3 separate regions of the Mus musculus genome follow, and regions 2 and 3 are each linked to region 1. A link is a contact called in public HiChIP or PLAC-seq data. All regions are on one chromosome and are shown on one strand. Each heading gives the region's core, a stretch centred on a gene start, on an enhancer-like site or on the middle of the called end of the contact. The rest is flanking DNA. Distances are from core to core; before and after follow the strand shown. Region 1 overlaps St6galnac3 (ST6 (alpha-N-acetyl-neuraminyl-2,3-beta-galactosyl-1,3)-N-acetylgalactosaminide alpha-2,6-sialyltransferase 3). Region 2 overlaps St6galnac3 (ST6 (alpha-N-acetyl-neuraminyl-2,3-beta-galactosyl-1,3)-N-acetylgalactosaminide alpha-2,6-sialyltransferase 3). Region 3 overlaps St6galnac3 (ST6 (alpha-N-acetyl-neuraminyl-2,3-beta-galactosyl-1,3)-N-acetylgalactosaminide alpha-2,6-sialyltransferase 3).

Region 1 (4,289 bases), core at 489-2,988:
AGAGGAACTATTTTAAGCACTTAGAACAAATAGCACCAAGCACACAGCAAGTGTCTGAGGAATGCCTGCTAAACAGTTGGTGCTCGAAGCTCACGGTGCTCCCTGTGGGAGACTGGGTAGGCTCCCAAACACATCATCAGCTGAAGCCCTGACATAGTCAGGGAACAGAAAGCAAACCTTAGGCCTTTTCTTCATGGTGACACTATCTTAGCCTTAAACAATAGTCATACAACACGGATGTCAAGGATTATAAAGACAGTGATGTCAGTAGCTAGCACTATACCACACTGAAGATCATTTAAACAGAAGAATGTTGAACTTCACTGTAAGCTGAAAGTGGTCAGCTCTGTAGCTGTGTGTGACTCAGGAGACCCAAACAGCTTCTACTCAGTGAACGCCCAGGGCTCACCACAAGCAGTGGTTCCATTGGTAGGAAGAGTGAAATGTCCATCAGAACATGTCAAACATGCTCATTCTAAGGACAAGGGACACAACAGTCACAGCTGTGTCCTGGTTATGCCGAGGCGTTGGCTGTTCTGAGCTGGAGACCTGCACATCCCTGAGTAACTTTAATGAGTCTGTGGTTTTACATTCCTAAGCCTCCTGGGGCTACTCACTGGGAATCTTCCTGGTGCGCATAACATTTTATCAACATGCTGAAGAACAAATGTTCCAGCCACTCATCAGAACTTTTCTACAAATAAGACATGCTTGAAACTTGTTCTGGGTTTGGTTAACTGTACTTCAGTTAACCGGATTAGCGATCAAGGGTGTGCCTCTCTCTGAATTATAAGATAAATGTGCCACGTTCTCTTCTGGGTTTCGGATTACATTTATCCTCTATTTACTGAACACCTATACCGTGCAGGATGCTTTGCCAGGTCCTGGGGCAGTCCCTGGTTTGTGCTATTAGATATCATTCTTCAAACCCACAAGGCGGTAATGAGACTGAAAATGCTCCAGGCATGAAGGAGCAAAGCAGCGTCAGGCAGGGATGCAGAAGGAGGGAAGGGGTCCCTCGGCAAGTCTTCTGTTGGGAAGACATCATATTTAGCCAAATCCCAGTTTAAGCCATGATGATACATAACCAGAGGAATTGAAAGATGTCAGAATAACCAGCTTCCATCTAAGTGATGCTGTTTTCCTATCTAGCTACTTACTGGGAATCCACAGGCTGCTCTGCTGCAGGGCTTCCATTTTAAACCAAAGCAGAAAAAGAAAACAAGTCCGCAGCAGACGCAGGGACAAGGAGACCACTGTTCCAGAATATTCTTCTCCCTCTCTCCCTTTCTCCCTCCTTTCTTCCTCCTTCTCTTCTCTCCTTCAATTGAATAAGTACTTGACGATATTTAAAAGCACGAAGGAGACACTTCCAATAGGGTTTCTATCATCAAATTCTATTGGATGGGAAGTCCGCCTGGCTATCACATCAGTTCATCACATGTGGAGTAGAGAATCCTGAGGCCCCTTCCACATCAACTCAGAGGATGTCTCATAGGCTAATCCCCAAACATAATAAACAAAGGCACAGTTCGCTTACTGAGCAGTGTCAAGACCAGGCAGGGAGCCATAGCAGAGTCTGCCTGAGGCTGTGTAGTCAAAGGTTGTATTTGTTACCTGTCTCATTCTCTGTGACCAGAGAGCCCTGCCAGGAGGAAAGATGTGATAGCAGGGCCAGAGGCTGCTGCTTACACTGTGTCCCAGCCAGGAAGCAGAGGGTGTGACCCTCTGGAAGGTCAAAGCCTACCCACAATGATCACCTTCCCTCAGCAAGGCTCCACCTCTTAAAGGTCCCATAGTTCCCTAAACACTGTGACCCACTGGGAACTGAGTTCTCTAAACTGTGAACCTATTGGGGCCCACTCATCAAACCCCAGCAGAGACTGAAGGGAGCTTGGGTCTGCTACCATCTCATTAAGTTCAGGGCTGGCATGTTTGGCCATGAGGACAAACTTGGGGCCATCTTCCCCTTTAATAAGTTATTGCGCTTTACAAACCAAAAGTGTTTTTATTTAGCTAAGATGATGCTCCTGGAGATTTGTTGTTGTTGTTGTTGTTGTTGTTGTTGTTGTTGTTGTTGTTGTTTACAACCAAGAATAATTCAGAAACCTAACATCAGATTCTACGGTTGGCCCTGCAGAGCTATTTAAACCACAGGCGCTTATATTGGTATATTTAGGGCAGAGTCTGTATAGAACCTATAACCAGTATTTCCAGAAAGGTCTTTTCAGTCATTTTATTTCTTTTCAGAATTATGTGAACCCAAAGACTTTCAGAAGTAGAAAAACATAGAGAAGCATCTATAATCACCCATTACGTCTTCTCTTATAAATCTGGAAAAAGACAGGAAGGGGAGAGAGACAGAGACAGAGACAGAGAAAGAAAAGAGAAGACAAGAGAAGAGAGAAGAAAACACAGGAAGAAAGGAGAGGATAAGGGAAGAGGACTTGGGTGTTTCTGTATATATATCAAGAAAACAAAATGAGCTTGAGTAAAGAAATGGAAGAAGAGAACATCAGGAAGAGCTGAGAGCTGCCTCGGCCCCAGGTGGACTTTCAGGGGAGACACCCCCATCTGAAGAGGGCTGCAGAGTACTCAGAGGATGAGATCAAAGTTGAATTTCCTTGTTCTGTAGGTTTGTGTTGCTTCTTTCTAAAGTCTTTGCAGCCATCAGTTAACTTGTTGCATATTTGGGGAAGGACAATAATTTCCACTGAAAGAAACATTATTAAAAACCATTTTCTTCTGATCACTGTAGTGGTGACAAGTCTATGTTGAAAAAAAAAAGAAAGAACAGGGACAGGCATGGAGATCCAGTGGCCTCGTAACGCAGCATCCAAGTGACCATTATTAACAATGTTTACCTGTACACTGCCTTAAGGAACCCAAATCCTACTTTATAGCTTCCTATCACCCTTTACATTCAAATTTATGCCAGATTTTACTTAATACATATTTCCCTCTATTACTTCCAGTGTCTCCTTCATTGGTCTCAATATGACCTATTGTGCTTTATTGACCAGTTAGTCATCATTGGATATTTAGGTTATTTCTGAGAGACCTCCTCTCCAATGGAATATTTATAAATCCCACTGAAGCCGGGCAGAGAAGCTGCCTGTTATCCACTCTCACATCCAGGTCTATGCTGGGACAGAGCCTCTTCTCTTTCCATCCCTTCATGTACACAAGGACACTTCATGAACACAGGGATAACCTCTGTCTAAATGACCTGAGGAGATCCTCTTACTCAGGTGCCAACTCTGAAAGCCCCAAAAGAGCAAGAACAAGAGGGCTAATCCTTTCAGAAGGTGCCTGCTGCCATCCATTTACTTAATGTTTGCTTCTTTACAAATCTATCACTTACATGTTTAATGACCGTAATGCATGGCAACTCCATACATCACTTTTGTTTTTACTTGAACAACTCTTTTACTGTAAGAAAAGTTTAAACTAATACGAACTTTTCATCGATAGTAATCTTCATATTCAAGCAATTTTTAGATATTAATCATTGCTAAATGCAAAATAACATTGTTGTAATCAAATGTTTATTGGGTTGGGCATGTTGCAGATTCCACTCTTCATGTGTATAATGATTTATAATTTGTAACCAGACCATTTCCGCTTATCTCTATGTCCTAACATTTTACATGTCACCATTAGACTTTATGAGTATAAAATCACTGATTTTACAGCACTGATTAAAGGGTCTCTATTGTTGAATACTAAAATTGTTGCTACTTGTTTGCTAATTAAAACAACAACAATAACAACAACAAAAACAAAACCCTGAAATGAACGTTTCAACACTTTTCTTGTAAGTGCCCTCCAAATGGGAAATTCTTAGAAGTATATACATAGTACCAAAGGCAATAGACATATATACACATGTTGTCCTCCAAATATGCTACAAGATAACCATTACCTGAAAAGACTTTAGAAAGAAGCCATGGCAAATCTATTGCTTCTAAGTGCTTCTGAGTTCAGCAACTTCCCCAGGTATTGCACCAGTATGAAGCAATCCACTCTACAAATGTTTGTTAATTAAACAGTGTAAAATGGTAATTGCTCATGCTTTTTAATCTATGTCTTACTGGAGCTTGCTCTCTGAAGAGCCCCTGGGAGCTGTCGGCAGAATTTTCCATGGTGCTGTGCATGACCTAGAGCTCAGAATAAGCAGATAAATAAGTACAATGGATGGCTCCAGAGCACTTGAAGCTCATTGAGACATCTCTCCTGCACTCTGTGAAAGAAGAGGTAGACCGTTCACCTGAGCGTGTATCTCCACG
Region 2 (4,414 bases), core at 803-3,302, 290 kb after region 1:
TAAAATATTTTTGAGCCACAGCTGGCTGAACCCACAATGGCAGGATACCCAGACATAAAGGACTAACAATGTAGCCAGTATTTGTCTCTACCTACAAATTAGTACAAATATCAACAACCTACAAGAGGATAACTCAGGCGTGAAGCCTTGGGATAGAGTATTTTCTTAAGCAAGTAATAATGTAATGATTTGTCAGTGAGCAAATAGACTGGAGAAATAAGCCAAAAATAAATAATGCAAAATCTTCACTAGACCCGTGGTCTTAGTTAGGGTTTTACTGCTGTGAATGGATCCCATAACCAAAACAACTCTTATAAGGATGGCATTCATTGGAGCTGGCTTACAGGGTCAGTGGTGCAGTCCATTATCGTCAAGGCAGGAGCATGGCAGTGTCCAGGCAGATGTGGGATTGCAGGAGCTAAGAGTTCTTCCACCTCTTGTTCCAAAGGCTTCCAGGCAGCTAGGACAAAGATCTTAAAGCCCACATGCACAGTGACACACCTACTCCAACAGGACCACACCTACTCCAACAAGGACACACCTCCTAATAGTGCCACTCCGTGGGCCAAGCATATACAATCTGTCACACCAGTCTATAAAGAGTGGTGGCAAACCCATGTTCTCATTACCTTTGCATAAGCTACTACTATAACTGTGCCTTCATTATCTTTTTTGACAACACCTAGCCCACACTGTGCCTGGCATCATGTGCATGTTTGACAACAGTCCTAACATCTACCTTTATATATCAGCACCATAAATACAGATGCCATCTCTCAGACGACACCTCCACACACAGTAAGATAAGTGTCAAGTCAAGATCCCAATGACTGAAGTTGTTTTAGGTAATTCATAGGTTATAAAAACTAATGAGAAGTGGAAAAAATATGAGGGTATTATAACACTCCCATTAAAATGAAAATCTATATTACACTTTATATTCTTCAAGTAACCATTCCAGAACAAAGCACCAAGCAATATATCAAATGCTCCATGGGAGGGGGGGGGGGGAACCTAACTTCATGAATGTTCAGAAATAGTTGCCTATGTATTCTTTTAAGTCATAATCATCTCCAATATCATGATTATCAAAAAAAAAACTGCAAAAGGTCATAGCTTACCACACACACAAAGGCATACTCACATGTACACACGCATACACACACACACACACACACACACACACACACACACTTTGAAAACCACCATTATGAGCAGTTTTATGAGCAGCACTGGAAGCTGTAGCATGTGTGAGGAGTGAGCATCCAGCACCCAGGCAAGCACTCCTTTTATTTCACAGTAAAGGCTAATTTAAAACTGTACGTAAACGAGGTGTGCATAGGGGAAGACTGTTGCTGGGAACATGCTTGCCTTGAGAGCAAAACTGTCAGATTTTAAGGTTCCCCAGAACCTAAGTACAAAAGTCTGCACAGAGAGTGGTCGCCTCGGCACCTGGAAGGCAGAGGGATGGATCCTGAGACTTCCTGACAGGCCAGTGAGAGACTGTCTAAAAGAAATAAGCAGACAGCTCCCAAAGAATGACGTCTGGTGTTGAGCTCTCTCTAGCCTCTACAAGCATGCATACACCAGCATACACATACTATTTGAAGGCACATTCCCCTACATGATAAACACACACACACACACACACACAACACACTGGCTGGTTGCTACTCTTTGATTATGTCTTCAGAGGGGTTGGCCAGTGCATCTGAGTTCTGATTGGACAAATAGTAGTTAATAGCCAGATGACATGGTCTGTCTTTTGAAACAGTGTGGGATGATCTCTGAGAACCACTGGTTATGTGAATGGTAAACATGGCTCAGTAGTGAAAATTCCCTCACCCATCTTCAAGTCTGGGATGCAGAAGAAAAAGACTAGTAGACTAAATCAGAAATTGGACTCTTGAATTTTTGTTATCAGAGTCTGCTGATGATATCGGTGACACTGGCCACCTTGGGAGAGGCAGCGACCCTAGCAGGCATGACAAAGAAGCATTCTCATTTGAATTCCTGAACATCCATGCCAATCACAGCTTTAGAATAATCACGCAGGCCTGCCTCCAGCTGCGCTCTGAGTCACATTCATTTGTTTTTCCTTTTAAGACTTGTGCAGACTGGTACTCAATTCTAAATTCTAATCTTAACTCTCAATCTTGAAAGAGGAGACATTTAAAACATTCGAATTGAATTTACAGTATTAATGGCTGGCAATTATTAGCATTTCCAGATGCAAACTACCTGTGTGTGTTCTTCACGGTACTGAACACTAACCATATTTTTATGGCTAATGTGAAAATTAGTTAGCTAATGTGGATGTTACCTTCCTAACGTGGCGAGAGCCGTGGAAGCATATAAAATATTGCATATCGATTAAATATAAGACAAGGGATGTCTTAATAATCCCCATGTGATTAAAAGACAAGAACAGACTCCATTCTCTGGCTCTATTACATTTCAGTGATGTAACAGGAATGAGACAGTTTACATCTGGAAGCCCTTACCATATCAATGATCAATCAGAAATCCTGACTCCACAAACAGGTAGGCAGCCCACACTCTTCTACCAGTGAAACGGAAACAACCAAAGCTTTCTTTCCCAAACAGGATTGGGGTCAGCTCCTGAATTCTACTTCTATTCCAGCCATAGGCCTGGATAAAGTCAGTCCTAAATCAGTCAACACTAACAATAGTAGCAATAACAATAGCTATTGTACCTGTATGTCAGGATTAGTTCAGGACTTGAGTGGGGAAAAGAGGTTGGTTCTAGTTGGCCAAACATCTTCACAAAATGGAGCTGCTCTGAATTTTTTTGGCTGAGGAAACTTGACCTCCACAATGTAATTTGCTGAATGCTACAGAGAGTAACTGTTAAAGGAAAATTTAAAACCCCGGCTTTTCCATAACATGTTCACTGTGCAAATACTGTCTGAACGCCTACCATGTACACAGCTCAGTCCTGAACTTGACCATGAACAGAAGAGAGATCCTGTCTGCTCAGAGCGTGCCCTAAGGGAGCTGTTAGCGCTTTATAAATGGCAAACCAGAGAAACAAATGAAGACAAAGTCCAAAGAGAAAACGTAACCCTGCGAAGAAAGCAGAACCGGAAGGAAGAGAGGCGTACAAGTCACACTGATTGTATCTAAACGAGTCTGGACTCGGACTCTCCAGCAACGCAAAATTGGTCATACTTGAGGAATAGTTCAGGAGCCGTGAACGCACGCAGTTTTAAAAGGAGATGATGGACTAAAGAAACAGGGTCATTGCCAAGAAGCGGCAAGGGATGTGACCATGGCAAAGGTAGCAGGGAAGAAATGTCAGCCAGAGAATAAGGCTCAAGGACAATTAGGTCAGACAGTGCTCCAGATGTGGACCAAGGATGGTGGACGGCCACACAGTCTGTGAGCTCTCCCATACCAGTGTCCCTAGCACAGGACCCCGTTATGTTGGAAAATGGCCAGTGTGGGCAAAAACTAAAGAAAAGGCCTCGCTAAGGCTGTAATGCAGGCCACTAGGTCAACAACCGAGGCCTGAAAAATGAAGGCCTTCCAAAGTATTTTCAAGGATCGGTGCTGTAAGGCAGAATAGAGAGGGAGGATTTTCACCTCGGCAAATGGAGAGCTAAGCGCCCTTGCTAAGAGGTTTGCAGAAAGCCTGAGGCTTAACCAGAGAAGAAGAACCGAGCTGAGAAGGAACCAACCTCCCTGCTCAGCCCCAAGACTCTCGGGAATAAGTGTCAAGGACTCTTAACATTGGGCAGGAACATTTGGGGCTCCTGAGCAGACCCAACGCCATCTTCTTGCCTATGAAGCACAGGAAACAGACTCCCCCTTAAGATGCTTCCTGGGTCTAAGGAAGCCAAAACCACCTCCAGAGCCCAAACCAATGCTTCCTTTGTAAATGGCTCCCTATTGGGAGCCCAGAGAGTCTTCCGGTTCTTTGCAGCTTATCCTCTGTGCAGATATTTTAATTAATGTTTAATCTTCCCGTGTTTGTGCCTGGAGGCAAAGCCTGTGAGGGGGCAGAGTTCTCAGTCATAGCCTCAGACAAGCTGCAAGTTTAACATTAAACAACCACAACTCAAATGACCAGCCATACCCTCGCCCTCCATCCCTACTGCCAGACGCACAGGGCCACGCAGTGCGCATGCTCTGCAGTTGCTCCCTCTCATCCTCCAACTGTTACAATGGTGGGTGTCTATTTCTCCCCCACCCCCACCCCCGTTCCTGGGGAGGGGCTGGATTCTGAGAGAAAATGGCTCTGTCACTCAAGAGGGATGAAGCGAGAGGAGAAACGCTACGCTAGAAATGATTACCAAGGCCTGTAAGGGACGCCTCCGAGCGCCCCTATGAACCCCGCTCCCCATACACACAGCTGAAAGAAAAGGCAAGAAGCCTCGATGCGGCTCCTGGC
Region 3 (4,744 bases), core at 1,078-3,577, 310 kb after region 1:
GGCTCACACCACCTTCCTGCACCATGAAAGCCCAGGGAGGGGTCCTCTGAAAATAAGAGAGCGCTGCCCTACGTGGGCCAGTCTTCCCTAGAAACAGTACATGCAGAATGTGATCATGTACGTATTCGTCTGTGTTTGCCTACATGAGTAAGAGCACACATATATGTATGCATGGATATACGGGGGCTGTGGATATGTGGGGGGTCTATGGATGTATATGTTTATGTATATATTACATATGCACATAGTGCACTCGACATCTGTGTGGTGGTATGTATAGATGTATATGGTATGTATAGATGCTTATGCTTATGTATAGATGTATATGCTTAAAAACTTCACGGGAGAAAAAGAGAAGGCTTAACAGACTGCTTTTTGAGGCCTTTACAGAGCCATGCCCTGGAGACCTGACAGTAATCCCCCTGCCTCAGGAGCTTCTCACAGCAGCTGAGAGGTGAGGGGCCACTGGACTGGCAGTCTAAGCGGTAAATGGAAGTCTGAATAAACAGACACGAGAGGCTAAGCCTCAGCATCCAGCGATGCCGCAGAGCCACGACGCCTGTCTGGCTTTACTTTTTAAAGATGCCTTGTTTTTAATCATATGCACATGTATGTGTCTCTGTGAGGGTATGTGCACATGAGGTGTCTACAGAGCCAGAAGGAGGTGGAGTTACAGGGGCCTAAGAGCTTCAGGATGTAGGTGCTGGGAGTGGAACTCTGGTCCTCTGAAAGACCAGCATGTGTTCTTAACCTCTCTAGCCTTTGGGTTTTGGTGACTGAATCTCATTTTGCCCAGGCTGGCACTGAACTCATGACCGTTCTGCATCCACCTCGCTGGAGTCATGGCTGCAGGCACACATACCCAGCCTGCTCCCGTGTTGCTGTATCTATTGTGTGGTGTGTGTGTGAGTGGCATGTATGTGTGTGCATGACTATGTGTGTTGGGGTGCATGTGTGCATTTGCATGCAGGCTATGTCATGCCTGTAGAAGGCAAAGGACAACCGCAGGTGTCGGTCCCCATTTTACCATGTCATTTCCTGATGCTGCATGTATCCCAGGCTAGCCAGCCTGTGGGCTTCTCAGGGCTCTCCTCCTTGACCTTTCACCTCATTGTAAGGGCACAGGGATACATATCCATGCTAATACACCCACCTTTACATGGGTTTCTGGGGATTTGAACTTGGGTCCTCACACTTGCATAGCAAGCACGCAGATGCTTTTAAGCACTGGTCTTGCATCCCGCCTCTGGCTGAACACCATAGCTCAACTGCTACAGCCCAGGCTGGGAATACCAGCACCCCTCCAGAGGCACCCTACCTCCTCTTCGTGGAGATGCTTGTGATAGACACAGTGCTGTCAGCTCACTAGGACTTCATGTTCAGACATGTTCCCACCCTGAGCACTTTTTTAAAACTCTGAGATTTCAGAGGCTGACCTTTGCAGGACTCTCAGATCTCCCTGACAACGAGCATGCATTTCATCTTTCTTTTGGGGAGGCAGGGGAGCATTGTTAAGAAGGGGTTTCATATACAGCTCATGCTAGCCTCAAAGGAGTCCACATGAGAGAGACAGGGAGAGAGCAAGGGAAGGGGAAAAGGGAGAGGAAGAAAGTGAGCTAGTTCAAACAAGCATTTCCTCTAGAACTCACAAGCCTTCTGACTTTGACCAAAAAGTTAAAACCCTTGAAAAGACTTTCACCTCAGAGAATCGTCATCTTGGGCCCATGGTCCCACACAGGCCAGTTCCCTTCAGAGGAAAACAATGGAAGCTTTCTTTAGTCTCCGTAGGCATGACAGAGCTTACGTGCAAGTGCCCATTCTCTCACACGGCCATACACACACACACACACACACACACACACACACACACACACGCACACGCAATGCGGCTTTCACGCAAATACCGGTCAGTACAGATACAGACTAAGGACTGCTGAATTCCAGTCTCCTCTGGGACGGGGATGGCGGAGGGGAGGGGCTGTGCTCCAGCAAGAGTGTGTGCTCACAGCAGGCTATCTTGCACTTCCCTAGCCTTTGCTTAGATCCCCACACCTCTGCCTACTCCACACATATTGCAGTCACGATCACGGGAACACGGGACACAGAAACATGTATCTCCTAACACGTGGCCTGGGAAGGTGGTGCTCTGGGCAAGGCTCACTGGTACTCGATTGGCCGCCATATTTCCAGAACTCCCCCAGATGCGAGGTGTGCAAATAGCTAACAGCAAAAGGAGACTGGAAAGAGAAGCCTGGGGAAGAAGACAGCAAGGACTGAGGAGAGCACAGAGGGTTCAGCCACCTGGTCATTTAGCTGAGTCATGGTCTCCTCCACACAGGGGCAGAGCAGGAAGCAGGAGAGTTGACAGCAATGGCAGGTGTCCAAGGGGAGCAGAGGCCTGGCTTCTGGGGTCGCATTTCCTGACTCTAGAATCTGAGTTTTCCTTTCTGGAAAAGCACTGACACCACAATCCATTGTGAATTTATGAGATGCTGCTTTCTCAAGCTCCTGTGATTGGCCGTGACCCTGTGTAAATAACCCTGGGCACGGTCTCGTGCAAATGACTGGTATAAAAAAAAAAACACGCCATTTCTGACGCCTATAAATTTGTTAGTTCTGGATAAAATACTCTTAGGAAGAACTTTGAGACAAAGACTATAATTCAAACTCATCCTAAGCAAGGGAGTGAAAAGGAAGGAACCGCTTTCTGAATATTTGAATCTGCTTTCCCAGAACTAAATTAGACCTGAGGTGCCCCGAGCCCGGAACCAGAGGCTTCCCAAACTCTGCTGTTCGGCCAACCGTGAAAGCTACTCATCGGTAGGAACTTTCCTGGGTTTGCTCATCTGAAGCCGACTTGGCATGCACACCAATCCCACACACGGCTGATCACTACCATTGATGCTTCTCTTCTTTCTCTCTCCAAAAGAACCAAGGTAGAATTAGCTTGGGATCTCTCCACTGAATCATAGAAAATACCACAGGATAAGATGAAAATTGAGTTTTGTCAAAACCCTCACACATTACCAAGCCATGGAAATGCTTTTATCTGTAAGCTGTATATCAATGAACAGACAGTGCACTGACAACAGACTCTGTCCCGGACAAAGTCTGTCTCTTGACAGAAATAAACACATTTTAAACAGCTACTGACCAGGTTCACATCCTTGGAGTCTGACCTTTGAAAAGTGCACTTAGACATGGTCTGCAGCTGCCTCTTTGCTGGCTTTTTACAAGGAACAGTTCCGAAGCAAAGACGCTGTGGTAAGTCTTGTGAGCCTGTTAACTGTGGGTGGTGGTGATTTCCAGTCTGTGAGAGAAGATTCCTGGACACCGCAGAGGAGCAAGCAGGGCGGTCGGGCCTTCAGCGAGCCAATGCTGAAAGTTAGTTGCGAATGGATTTCCCTTTGAGTCACAGACTCAAGGGCACACCTTGGACAAAGCCTTCTAAGATCTCCTCTGTGCACTCTGCTCCATGGAGGGCCACAGGGGATGGCTGGAAACCAGTCATGTGATCCCAAGCCAGGAGTGGAGGCCCACGCGTGGAAACTGTTGAGAGGAGCATCTGCCACGTTACTGGCACATTCCGCTGGCCTGCACCTGCTAGACAGAACCGCCCAGAAGGAGAGGGATTCTTTGGGGTGACAGTGTGCTATGACTCAAGTCCCTCCCTGATGTTCAGTTTACAGTATGGTCTGTTTGGATGGGAATGATTGAGAGCTGTTAAAATGTGTTAAGTCGTAAGAGAGTGCCGAGGAGGGGCATAGTCGGCAAAGCGTTTGCCACGGAAGCGTGGAGTACTGAGTTTGACCCTTTTCACCCACAGGAAAAAGTAAATAAAAATTAAAAAGAAAGTTAAAAGGCTTTGTTGGAGCTAAAGAGAGGCATCAGTAGTAAAAAGCCAATAGCGATCTTGCAGAGGACCCAGGTTCAATTCCCAGCACCCACATAACAGCCCACAGTTGCCTGGGACTCCAGTTCTTTAGGCTCCCTGTATGCAAATGGTAGACATTCATGCAGGAGAGGCATACACACACACAAAACAAATAAATAAAATTAATTTCTTAAAAACTGAGTGTGGTATCGACATATAGAATCTCGATTGACAGGATATTGATAACCAAATGACTAGACTACTAAGGATTTTACATGGGAGACGGGACATGGCGACAGCTTGTGGTGTGGAATACGGTCAGTCACTCATTCAGTTCTCACAGCAAAAGACCATCAGATAGAATTCCTGAGGTGGCAGTCATGATGGAACAGAAGGCTAAACCATAAACCATGGGCATCGAGAAACATGACTAGCAAGGTAGTGCACCTCGCTGTGGCTCTCTGGGGGCTTGGTTGACATTCCAGACTTCTTCCCCTCTGGTCTCTGGGGCTTTCTTGGTTGGTTTATTTTGCAAGTGTACATATGCATGTACATGTGTGTATGCAGATGGCATAGATATGGACGCCAGGGGAACGCTTCTGCTCTGCCTTCCCCCTTCTCTGAGATAAGGTCTCTTACTGAATGTGTAGCTATTTCAGCCAGGCTTGCAGGCCAGGGAGCTTGTTGATCCAACTGCATCCACACCCCAATAACTAACTACATTACAGGGCTGCAGACCCGTGCAGCCATCCCCAGCTATAAAGCTGTCTGCAGTATGAATCGGAGAGGGCCCCAAAGGCTTATTTCCTGATGCATACTGGAATTTTGGACAGGGGTAGATGTGTAATTTTTCTCAAGTCACAGGCTGTT

Evidence for each region. HiChIP or PLAC-seq counts read pairs in DNA pulled down with a chosen protein or histone mark.
Region 2: a contact with region 1 is called in an H3K27ac HiChIP or PLAC-seq map of embryonic stem cells, with 3 times the contacts expected there. The contact joins two enhancer-like sites. A contact is called at or near these places in 1 of 15 datasets of contacts at CTCF or cohesin (embryonic stem cells), 23 of 484 Hi-C or Micro-C datasets (the G1E-ER4 cell line, the N1E-115 cell line, adipose-derived mesenchymal stem cells and 8 more), 6 of 115 datasets of contacts at active chromatin or transcription factors (astrocytes, bone marrow-derived dendritic cells and embryonic stem cells) and 1 of 9 other capture datasets (embryonic stem cells).
Region 3: an H3K27ac HiChIP or PLAC-seq map of embryonic stem cells shows a contact between it and region 1, with 2.4 times the contacts expected there. The contact joins two enhancer-like sites. A contact is called at or near these places in 1 of 15 datasets of contacts at CTCF or cohesin (embryonic stem cells), 22 of 484 Hi-C or Micro-C datasets (the G1E-ER4 cell line, the N1E-115 cell line, adipose-derived mesenchymal stem cells and 7 more), 6 of 115 datasets of contacts at active chromatin or transcription factors (astrocytes, bone marrow-derived dendritic cells and embryonic stem cells) and 1 of 9 other capture datasets (embryonic stem cells).

What each region holds. Positions count from the first base shown.
Region 1 is chr3:153,354,558-153,358,846 of GRCm38.p6, forward strand. The region is part of intron 3 of St6galnac3 (ST6 (alpha-N-acetyl-neuraminyl-2,3-beta-galactosyl-1,3)-N-acetylgalactosaminide alpha-2,6-sialyltransferase 3); the gene reads right to left. Among named protein-coding and RNA genes, the nearest start is that of 1700012D16Rik, 58 kb to the left of the region's middle. Within about 2 kb of position 1,739, at least 5 of the 459 cell types and tissues checked have an H3K27ac peak or open chromatin away from gene starts, as enhancers often do. A contact at or near this core is called in embryonic stem cells, where this site is marked.
Region 2 is chr3:153,639,954-153,644,367 of GRCm38.p6, forward strand. All of the region lies in intron 1 of St6galnac3 (ST6 (alpha-N-acetyl-neuraminyl-2,3-beta-galactosyl-1,3)-N-acetylgalactosaminide alpha-2,6-sialyltransferase 3), which reads right to left. Among named protein-coding and RNA genes, the nearest start is that of Gm52633, 47 kb to the left of the region's middle. Within about 2 kb of position 2,053, at least 12 of the 459 cell types and tissues checked have an H3K27ac peak or open chromatin away from gene starts, as enhancers often do. A contact at or near this core is called in embryonic stem cells, where this site is marked.
Region 3 is chr3:153,666,709-153,671,452 of GRCm38.p6, forward strand. The region is part of intron 1 of St6galnac3 (ST6 (alpha-N-acetyl-neuraminyl-2,3-beta-galactosyl-1,3)-N-acetylgalactosaminide alpha-2,6-sialyltransferase 3); the gene reads right to left. Among named protein-coding and RNA genes, the nearest start is that of St6galnac3, 56 kb to the right of the region's middle. Within about 2 kb of position 2,328, at least 59 of the 459 cell types and tissues checked have an H3K27ac peak or open chromatin away from gene starts, as enhancers often do. A contact at or near this core is called in embryonic stem cells, where this site is marked.